Linked DNA regions of Mus musculus: all the other regions are linked to region 2. A link is a contact called in public Hi-C and HiChIP or PLAC-seq data. All regions are on one chromosome and are shown on one strand. Each heading gives the region's core, a stretch centred on a gene start, on an enhancer-like site or on the middle of the called end of the contact. The rest is flanking DNA. Distances are from core to core; before and after follow the strand shown.

Region 1 (2,809 bases), core at 302-2,801, 230 kb after region 2:
TACTCTTGTGGACCCAGCCATTTGGTGGCAGAAGCAGGAAGATCATTTCAGATTAGAAATTCAGGGCCTGTCTGTGGAACCCATTTCAAACCCAAATAGCTGGACATGGTCGTTCACACATATTATCCTAACACTCGGAAAGCTGATGCAGAAAGATCACTATGAGTTTGAGGGCAGCCTGGGCTACAGATAGTATTTCAGGCCAGGCCGGTCTACAGAGTGACATCTTTTCTCAATCAATCAATAAATAAATATCAAACGATCAGAGGCAAGACACAGCTCATGGCTAGCCATTGCTTGCAGCAGGTATCAGCCTTGGGTTCTTGAAAAGAGCCTGAAATATCCCATCCTCCATACACACTCCTGTGTCCTGTTCTGTGATGTGCCACGAGAGGTGCTGGAGCCTCTCGCTGTGGTCTGTTCCCTTATGGAGCCTTATGAAGGGCGGTCTGGCTGCCCATAACCATGGTCCTCTGGCCAGGGAAGAAGGATCTTCAACATCCATTCACCTCCATTCTGTGTGTGCACCAATTACGCATGGGGTGATGGGCGTGCCATAGCAGGAGCGCAGGGTCAGAGGTCAGCTCTTTGGACTCCCTTCCACTGTTACATGGTCTCCAGGGAATCAAGCTGAAGTTGCCGGATTTATGTGGCAGACACCTTTACCCACCAAGCCATCTTCCCGCCCCCGCCTTCAGCTGTCTTCGCCTCTGCTTGGTGGTTTTCTGCACTACCAGGTTTATCTCAGGCCACTTCCTGATTTGATATCGATCAGGTACCCACTTTTGCCTCAGGGACTGCTACTTTTAGTGACTCTGGGCTCTGTGTGGTGAACGTGTAGCATCAAAAAGGCATAGCCAAAGAGTTGCCTAAAGAACCAAATATCTTCACTTAGAAAGGAAGCTGAGGGAGAGAGTGCTGTGCCTGTGAGGGGTCAGGGAAGGCTTCCTGGAGGAGGAAGACTTGCATTGAGTCAGTGGCTCCAGTAGGTGAGATGGCAGCAGAGGGAGTTTGGGTTCTACAACGTTTGGCTGTAGAAATGGTGGGGTCTAGTCTTAGAGACCAGTAACTGTTCTCATAGGCAGTAAGTGCCAGCTAGTGGCTTCCAGGCCCACAGATGGCCTCCATGGCCCCTCCCGAAGGTTCCGCCAGCTGTTAGCATATCCAAAGTCCTATGAAGTCCTACTGTGTGCCCCCAGGCTCCTGAGTCGTCTAGCCATCCACAAACATCATCAACTTGTGTGCTTCTGCCTTAAGTTTTCCCAGAACCTGGGTCACCAAGCTCAGGAATTGGCATCTTTCTCTAAAACTGTAAGGACCAAACTCTATTCAAACTACCTCGTGTTGCTTGGTTGTTTGGGGAGGGAGGGGGTTGCTAGGCAACCTGGGTAAGGGGGTGGATGGGATTAGGGAAAGGTTTTTCTCTTCCCATACAGTTAGGAGAAGGTGTCCTGATGTTCTCAATCAAATGAGTGGCTAGGCCCATACGCCTGGGGCTAGAGGCCCAACCCCACCAGTAAACCTCAGAGTCTATTAACAGCCTCTCTGCTGGGTGAGTCACCCTTCCTGCCCCTCCTTACCTCTACTTACTCAGGGCTCTGAGGCCAGACTGATCCTTCCATCCAGCTGGCTTGGCCCAGGGCGAGCTCAATGAGATTAACTATTTAACTATTTCCCACTGGTGAATTCCCCGAGGCAGCTGAGCCCTGGTTGAAGCAAGGGCTTGTCCTGGATACACCCATGGAGATAATTCCAGAACCAGGAAGCAGGGTGCAGCGCATCCAGGACTGTCTGAGGAGCCTGGGGTGCCAGAGGCACTGGGTATAAAGCCAGGAGGTGTCCCGGGCTGAGGGCCCCTGTGCTGTCAGGGTTACATAATAGCTGACAGAAACATGCTCTCAAGTGAGTCTTTAAGTGCTCCTCTGGAGACTGGCCATCAGCACAGCATGATGACAGAGTGAATGTCTTGCTCCTAAAACTACCTTAAGTCCCTGACCTGCACTGGTCGTAACACGTGCGCCATTCTGATATGTTCTGATTTCTGTGTTTACTTGTTTGCGTGTGGACATTTGAGGCAGGGTCTCTCAAACTCTGTAGCCGAAACTGGCCTTGAGCCCAAGATGCTCCTCCCCTGTCAGCCACCATGGTCAGCTATGTATTTTTTACATGTGTGTGCATGTGTGCATGCCTGTGTGCATTTGTGTGTGCGCGCACGTGTGCTTGTGCATGTGGAAGCCAACGGACAATCTCAAGTGTCTTCCTTGTCTTTTATGACAACCGCCCCTTGGCCTGGAACTCCCAGATTAGGCCAGTGAACTCCAGGAATCCTCCCTGTCTCCACTGCCCAGCGTTGGGTACAGTGTCCAAGGAGGCCAGAAGAGACGGGGTTAGGACCCTGGACTGGAGTTACAGGTCATTTGAACCATCATGTGCGTGCTGGAAACCAAACCCAGGTTGTCTGGAAGAGCAGCCAAGTGCTTTTAACTGCTGAGCCTTCTCCTCAGCCTTCCTCCCCACAATGGGCTGCTCTTTGGGGACCCTCTAAGATACCAGTGTGGAGGAGGATCTACTGTTTCAAGCCCTGGTCCAGGATTTTTGGGGTGTCCCGGGGAGCACCTAGAGAAACTCCTCACACTGAGTTCCCTCTTGAAGCTCAGGGTCCTGTGTTCTGCAGAAGCAGAGCCTGGGGTATAGGACAGGAAGTCACTTGCCCAACAGGGTCCCAGAGCTGGCCCTTCTCTGTTTGGTCCAGCTTATCTTTTTGTGAGGTTTGCATTTCCTGAATCTTCGGCAGCTGGATGGGGGTGGG
Region 2 (2,911 bases), core at 332-2,831:
GTTTGGATTGTTGGTCTCAGGTATTCCAGTTTAGCCTTGAACTTGCCACGTAGCTAAGCATACCCTTGATGCTCTTGCCTCCACCTTCTAAGTGCAGGAGCCCCCATACCTGTCTGAGGGTTTTATCTTCTTTTTAAAGAAAGATTTCTTCTATTTATTTATTTATTTATTTATTTATTTATTTATTTATTTATTTATTTATTTATTTTGTGTGTGTGTGTGTGTGTGTATGTATATGTGTGTCTATGTGAGATCACGAAGCTGTGCATGTTGGTGTCCACAGAGGTATCAGATTCTCTAGAGTTAGGGTTACAGGAGGCCTCCCAACATGGGCGCTGGTAACTGAACTTGGGTCCTCTGCAACTGTTCTTAACCACTAAACCATCTCTCTAACTCCAGGGTTTTCTTTTATTCTCTCCTCTCCTCTTCTCCTGCATATTCATATTCTCTCTCTCTCTCTCTCTCATATTTTTTTGTAGATTAAAATGTTGGCTGCATTATTATGCTCAGTTGCAAGGTGTGGAGAAGCCAGAGGAACATGGAAGGGGCTGGAGGGAGGGGCAAACACAGGTCTAGAGATGTGACCTTCCACACCCGATCATCTGCTTCCCAGAATCCTTTTGTAGTTTTCTGTTCTGCTTTGGATCCTTGAGAGGCCACAGCATTTCCTTGTTACACATTTACCCGTCTCTCCACGGTTAAAACCCTTCTTTCTTACAGTGGGAGGAACACAGCTATGAACCAGGCAAGGCATACGGCTCATCTTTGATGAGTGATTTGGGTACTTTCAATAACAATTCCAAGGCAGTGGCTGGGATTCTCAGCAGAGACAGGCAATTTCTGAGTTTGAGGTCTAGATCCTTCAGTCAGACTAGACAGGACACTTGTCAGGGGTCAACCATGCCAATGGTGTGACAGGCCAGTCCAGTGAAATGTAAGGCCAAGAGTGTGTTTACCTGGTAGAGTGGCAATAGTGGCAACTATTGCTGGTTGCCACTCAATTTTGATGCCCTGCCTGAAAGGATGGTATCCCAGGGGCATGGGTGTTAAGCCAGATTGCCGGGCTCCATGGGGAGGAGGTTGTATCTTGCCATACCAAGCTCTCCTTTGCTGTCCTGCTCACAAGGTTGCTGTTTGTATGAAGTGTGGCAGAAGACACATGTCCCTGTCCCAGGTTCCATTCAGAACTCGTAAGCCTGCAGGTAATCCTGAGCAGGTGTCCTTCAAGCCCCACTGCCCTGTCACTCCATGCTTCATTAGCTCAGGCCCAAACAGGAAGCAGGGAGTGAGAGCCAAGAGTGAGAGCTGTAGGACTCTGTGAACGGGACAGAAGTTTCCAGGTTCTGTAGAGTGAATGGACTCACCCAGGCTCCGTTCTGCTAGCTAGAGGCTTGCCCTCTCTCTTCATCCACCTCAGTTTCAAGAACACCCCAGTGCGTCTTTCCTGGCCCCTCTCCACGGGGCCCCAGTCTCTTCTTTGCCACTAATCCTGGCCTGTCACCAAGCAAATGACTAGGCTTGCAGGGGGCCGGGCCAGATTTCAGATGACTCAGATGGCCCATCCCACAGTGAGCCAAGCAGTTCCGGGCAGACCACGTGTGACCATGAGCTACCAAGGTCAGCCACTTGATAGGACACTCTACAGCAGCGACAAGATGAGCATCCCTTAAAGACTAATTCTTTTGTGCCGTGAAAGGGAAGTTTGACTAGATGGGCCCGGGCCCGGTGACTGTGGCACTGAGCAGTGCGCACCACCCAAGCCTTCTCCTCTCGCTGCCTTTGGGGACAGAGAGCTGAAGGAAGAGTGAGTCACTGTTTGGCCATGTCTCCTCTTCAGGATTTAATCCCTTAATGTAAAAGAGAATTAGGCAAGAGGATTAAGAGATTAAACAAGATTCATTACTGATTTCTTAAAAATTAAGCTCTGCCTCAAAATAACCTGTGTGGAGCCAAGTGTGAGCAGGTGAGGAGGGGCAAGTGCATATTGTCCAGGCACGGTTGATGCTATCTAGTGGCTTCTTGATAAAATCAACATCCAACAGCAACAAGCTTAGCAAGCGTCATTAATGTCTCTTCAGCCATGAAGGGAACTTACTGACCCACTCTTGGAGGGGATAGGCCTAGTGGAAGTGCTCCGGTCCTGGCATGGGGTAGCCTAGGGTTTCTCCTCATGTAGCACAGAGTTGGCCTCTTTCCCAGCGGTGACTCAGCTTTTCCAATCACTACCAGGCCAAACTCAGGGTTGGTAAGCTCCAGGCCATACTCTTGGGTGGGGTTGAGAAAGACATGGAAAACCAAAGCCAAACTAAAGACCTCTCTTTTCCTTCTTCAAGGTGTGTGAGTGTATGAGTCTCTGTGTGTATGTGTTTCTCTCTGTGTGCATGTCTGTGTGAGTCTGTGTGTGTATGTGTGTGTGTGTGTGTGTGTGTGTGTGTGTGTGTGTGTGTGTGTGTGTGAGGGGGGGGGGGAGAGAAAGAAAGAGAGAGAGAGACACTCTGTGGGTGTGAGTTCCTCTCTATGTGTGTCTGTGTGAGTCTCTGTGGCTATGAGTCTGTGTGTGTGTGTGTGTGTGTGTGTGTGTGTGTGTGTGTGTGAGAGAGAGAGAGGGGGGGGGAGAAAGAAAGAGAGAGACACTCTGTGGGTGTGAGTTCCTCTCTATGTGTGTCTGTGTGAGTCTCTGTGGCTATGAGTCTGTGTGTGTGTGTGTGTGTGTGTGTACATGTCTGTAGAGGCCAGAAGTCAGCATCAGGCATCTCCCTTGATGTCTCTCCATCTTAGCTTCTGAGAGAGGGTATCTTAACTGAGCCTAGCTTGCTCATTCAGCCACATGGGCTGGTCAGCCAGTCCCTGAGATCATCGTGTCTGTCTCCCCAGTGTTGGGATTAGGGGTGCATACCAAGGTACCTGGGGG
Region 3 (2,778 bases), core at 55-2,554, 210 kb after region 2:
ATCTGCTCCACTCATCTTAGTAGATCTAGTCTCTGGCTCTGGAGGCAGGGAAAACCTCTCCAATTAATAACAAGATCTAAAAGCAGGATGAAGACAGGAGTCTGTAGCTCCAATTTCAAGGGCCACATGCTCTCTTCTGACTGTTGATGGCACCGGGCACATTTGGGGCACACAGGAGCTGAGGATGTAGCTCAGTTGAGAAAGCGCTTGCTGAGCAAGCAGGAAGCCAAGGGTTCCCCAGTACCACTTAAACTGGGTGTGGTCATGTTCATCTCTAATCTCAGCACTTCGTAGGTGGAGGCAGGAAGATCTGATATTCAAGGTCATCCTTGGTTACTTATCAAGTTGAAGCCAGCCTGGGCTACATGAGACGGTGCCTCCAATAAATGAAAAATAATGATAGGCCAAGGAGGAGTGACTTGCTAGAGGTCATTTCCATGCTATTCTTCGGGGACCTTTCCTAGACCTGTGAACTTAGCTGGCTACATGGCTGCCAGGGTTGACTGACTGTAGATTCCCTGGCCACTACAGCAAAGCAGAAGATACCCAGTTCTGTAGTGATAACCAAATCTACAATTACAATAAACCTGAATTTTATTGCCTAGACTTTTCTTGGGTCTAGAATCTTGGATTCAATCTCCAGGATCTTGGTTCCTCATTTACATACTCCAGGTTTTTACTCCTCATTTGCATATTCCAGGTTCCTATTCCTTACTTATATACACCAGGTCCTTATTCTTTATTTGCATACTCCAGGATCTTATTCCTCATTTGCATACTCTAGGTTCCTATTCCTCATTTGCATACTCCAGGGTTGTTTTTGGTTTTTGGGGTTTTTTTTGTTTTTTTGTTTTTGGTTTCCCATGTATATATTCCAGGTTCTTGGCGCCTCACTTATATACGCCTGATTTTTGGTTCCTAGTTTGCATATTCCAGATTCTTGGTTCCTCATTTGCATGTTCCGGATTTTTTTGGTTCCTCATTTGCAAACTCCTGGTTCTTGGTTTCTCATTTGGATACTCCAGATTTTTGGTTTCCCATGTACATATTCCAGGTTTTTGGTTCCTTGCGTACATACTCCAGGTTCTCATGCCTTATGTCCATACTCCAGATTCTTGGTTCCTCATTTGCATACTCCAGATGAGTTGGTGCCTCTTCAGCTTCGGCTATTTTCCTCTGATGGTCTGCTTGTGGGTGTGTTAGTTTTTGTTGAATGTTGGTCGTGTGTGTGTAGGCCAGATAACACCCTTACACTGTTATTCCTGAAAACTGCCCACTGTGTTTTTGAGATTAGGTCTCTCCTTGGCCTTGATCTTACCAAGTTGGCTACGGCCTGACTAGGAAAGCCCCTGCCTGTCTTTGCCTCCCCATGACAGGCTGCGTGGTTTGTTTCTTTTCTTTTCTTTCTTTTTTTTTTTTGTCTCCTCACGTGGGTTCCCGGCTTCCAACTCAGGTTTTCCTGTTGCAGGGCAGCATCTTACTGACTGAGCCATTCCCTCTGCCCTGGCGGCTTCATTCTTGAGGCCTGAGCTTTCTGTACAGCCGTCTCAATCTCCAGCAGACCCGTGGTGTTGCCCAATGCTCAGACCGCTTTACTGGCTCTGTCTGCTTGGAAAAACAGCCTCCATGACCACCTGGTGCTCGACGTCCCTGGGGTCCATGCCAGGGTCTTCCTGTCCAGTTAGAGAGATGGTTCCACAGCTTCTTGGGCGCTGCTGTGGCTCTTTGTCCTGAGATCCCAGGACCTTTCTTCCTTCTCCCCAGCCCACCCTCACACCACGAATTAGCTCAGCCTTCAAGACCCAGCATCGGGCTCCTCAGCCATGCCTCTGTCGTTGTCATAGACCTGGTAATTCTATTGAGAAGGGTTGGCCTGTTCAATACCTGCTGCCAATCAGAGTTCCCCATTTGAGACGCACGCACTCATCTCCAGAGCTGGAAAAATGACTGAATGGTTAAGAACTATGTTTGGTGCCCTTCCAGAGGACCCAGACTTGGTTTCCACCATCATACTGAATCTCATAACTGCCCGTCACTCCAGGTCCTGGGGATCTGACACCTCTTCTGGACCCTTCAGGCGCCTACACTCAGATGAATACACATATACTTACAGGTACACATAATTTTAAAAAAATTTTAAATGTCTTTTAAAATGTCTCTAGACATGGCCAGATGTCTTGCAAAGGTTAAAATTAGTCCAGATGAAGACCCACTACCTTATACCACTACCCTCTGTCACCGTTGCTCTGCCCAACCCCACTCACCCTATTCACCGTGCATCCGCCATGCTCAGAGCCGCACATCTGCTCTCAGAGCTTCTCATGCTGCCTTCCTGGTGGTGGCTCAACTGGCCTCTTCATCAAGGCCTCTCTTTCCACCTCCACCCCACTGTGTGTGTGTGTGTGTGTGTGTGTGTGTGTGTGTACTGCGCACACGTGCATGCGCTCTGCCCTGTGGATGTGTGTAATGAAACTCAGAGAACGCATCTGGAAACTGGATTTCTTTTCCCACTGTGTGGACAGAAGTCCTGGGATCAAACTCAGGTTCCGGGCTTGTCCTCCAAGAGTCTCTGGAGTCACTTCTTGCTTCTCTCCCTGCTGTCACTTTTGCAGCCACACCCTCCTCCTGGCTCCCTCCCCCACCCCTTCCCCCATCATCTTTTATGGGTCTTTGTTTAATATCATATTTTCATAGAGGCACCAGACTATCCCCTTTCCATGCCGCTCTCTCCCAAATGTCTATAACCACCCTACATACTATGTATCTTAATTATAATAA

Evidence for each region. Hi-C and Micro-C count contacts between places; a contact is called where the count stands out from the background. HiChIP or PLAC-seq counts read pairs in DNA pulled down with a chosen protein or histone mark.
Region 1: a contact with region 2 is called in an HNF4G HiChIP or PLAC-seq map of pancreatic cancer cells. The contact joins two enhancer-like sites. A contact is called at or near these places in 3 of 484 Hi-C or Micro-C datasets (bone marrow-derived macrophages, liver and nephron progenitors) and 5 of 115 datasets of contacts at active chromatin or transcription factors (astrocytes, bone marrow-derived macrophages, embryonic fibroblasts and 2 more).
Region 3: a Hi-C map of bone marrow-derived macrophages shows a contact between it and region 2, with 24 read pairs. The contact joins two enhancer-like sites. A contact is called at or near these places in 1 of 484 Hi-C or Micro-C datasets (bone marrow-derived macrophages), 2 of 115 datasets of contacts at active chromatin or transcription factors (astrocytes and bone marrow-derived macrophages) and 1 of 9 other capture datasets (embryonic stem cells).

What each region holds. Positions count from the first base shown.
Region 1 is chr17:47,292,635-47,295,443 of GRCm38.p6, forward strand. The region is part of intron 2 of Trerf1 (transcriptional regulating factor 1); the gene reads left to right. Among named protein-coding and RNA genes, the nearest start is that of Trerf1, 64 kb to the left of the region's middle. Within about 2 kb of position 1,552, at least 225 of the 459 cell types and tissues checked have an H3K27ac peak or open chromatin away from gene starts, as enhancers often do. A contact at or near this core is called in astrocytes, bone marrow-derived macrophages, embryonic fibroblasts and 1 more, where this site is marked.
Region 2 is chr17:47,063,525-47,066,435 of GRCm38.p6, forward strand. No RefSeq gene overlaps it. Among named protein-coding and RNA genes, the nearest start is that of Ubr2, 54 kb to the left of the region's middle. Within about 2 kb of position 1,582, at least 82 of the 459 cell types and tissues checked have an H3K27ac peak or open chromatin away from gene starts, as enhancers often do. A contact at or near this core is called in astrocytes, bone marrow-derived macrophages, embryonic fibroblasts and 1 more, where this site is marked.
Region 3 is chr17:47,272,242-47,275,019 of GRCm38.p6, forward strand. All of the region lies in intron 1 of Trerf1 (transcriptional regulating factor 1), which reads left to right. Among named protein-coding and RNA genes, the nearest start is that of Trerf1, 43 kb to the left of the region's middle. Within about 2 kb of position 1,305, at least 43 of the 459 cell types and tissues checked have an H3K27ac peak or open chromatin away from gene starts, as enhancers often do. A contact at or near this core is called in bone marrow-derived macrophages, where this site is marked.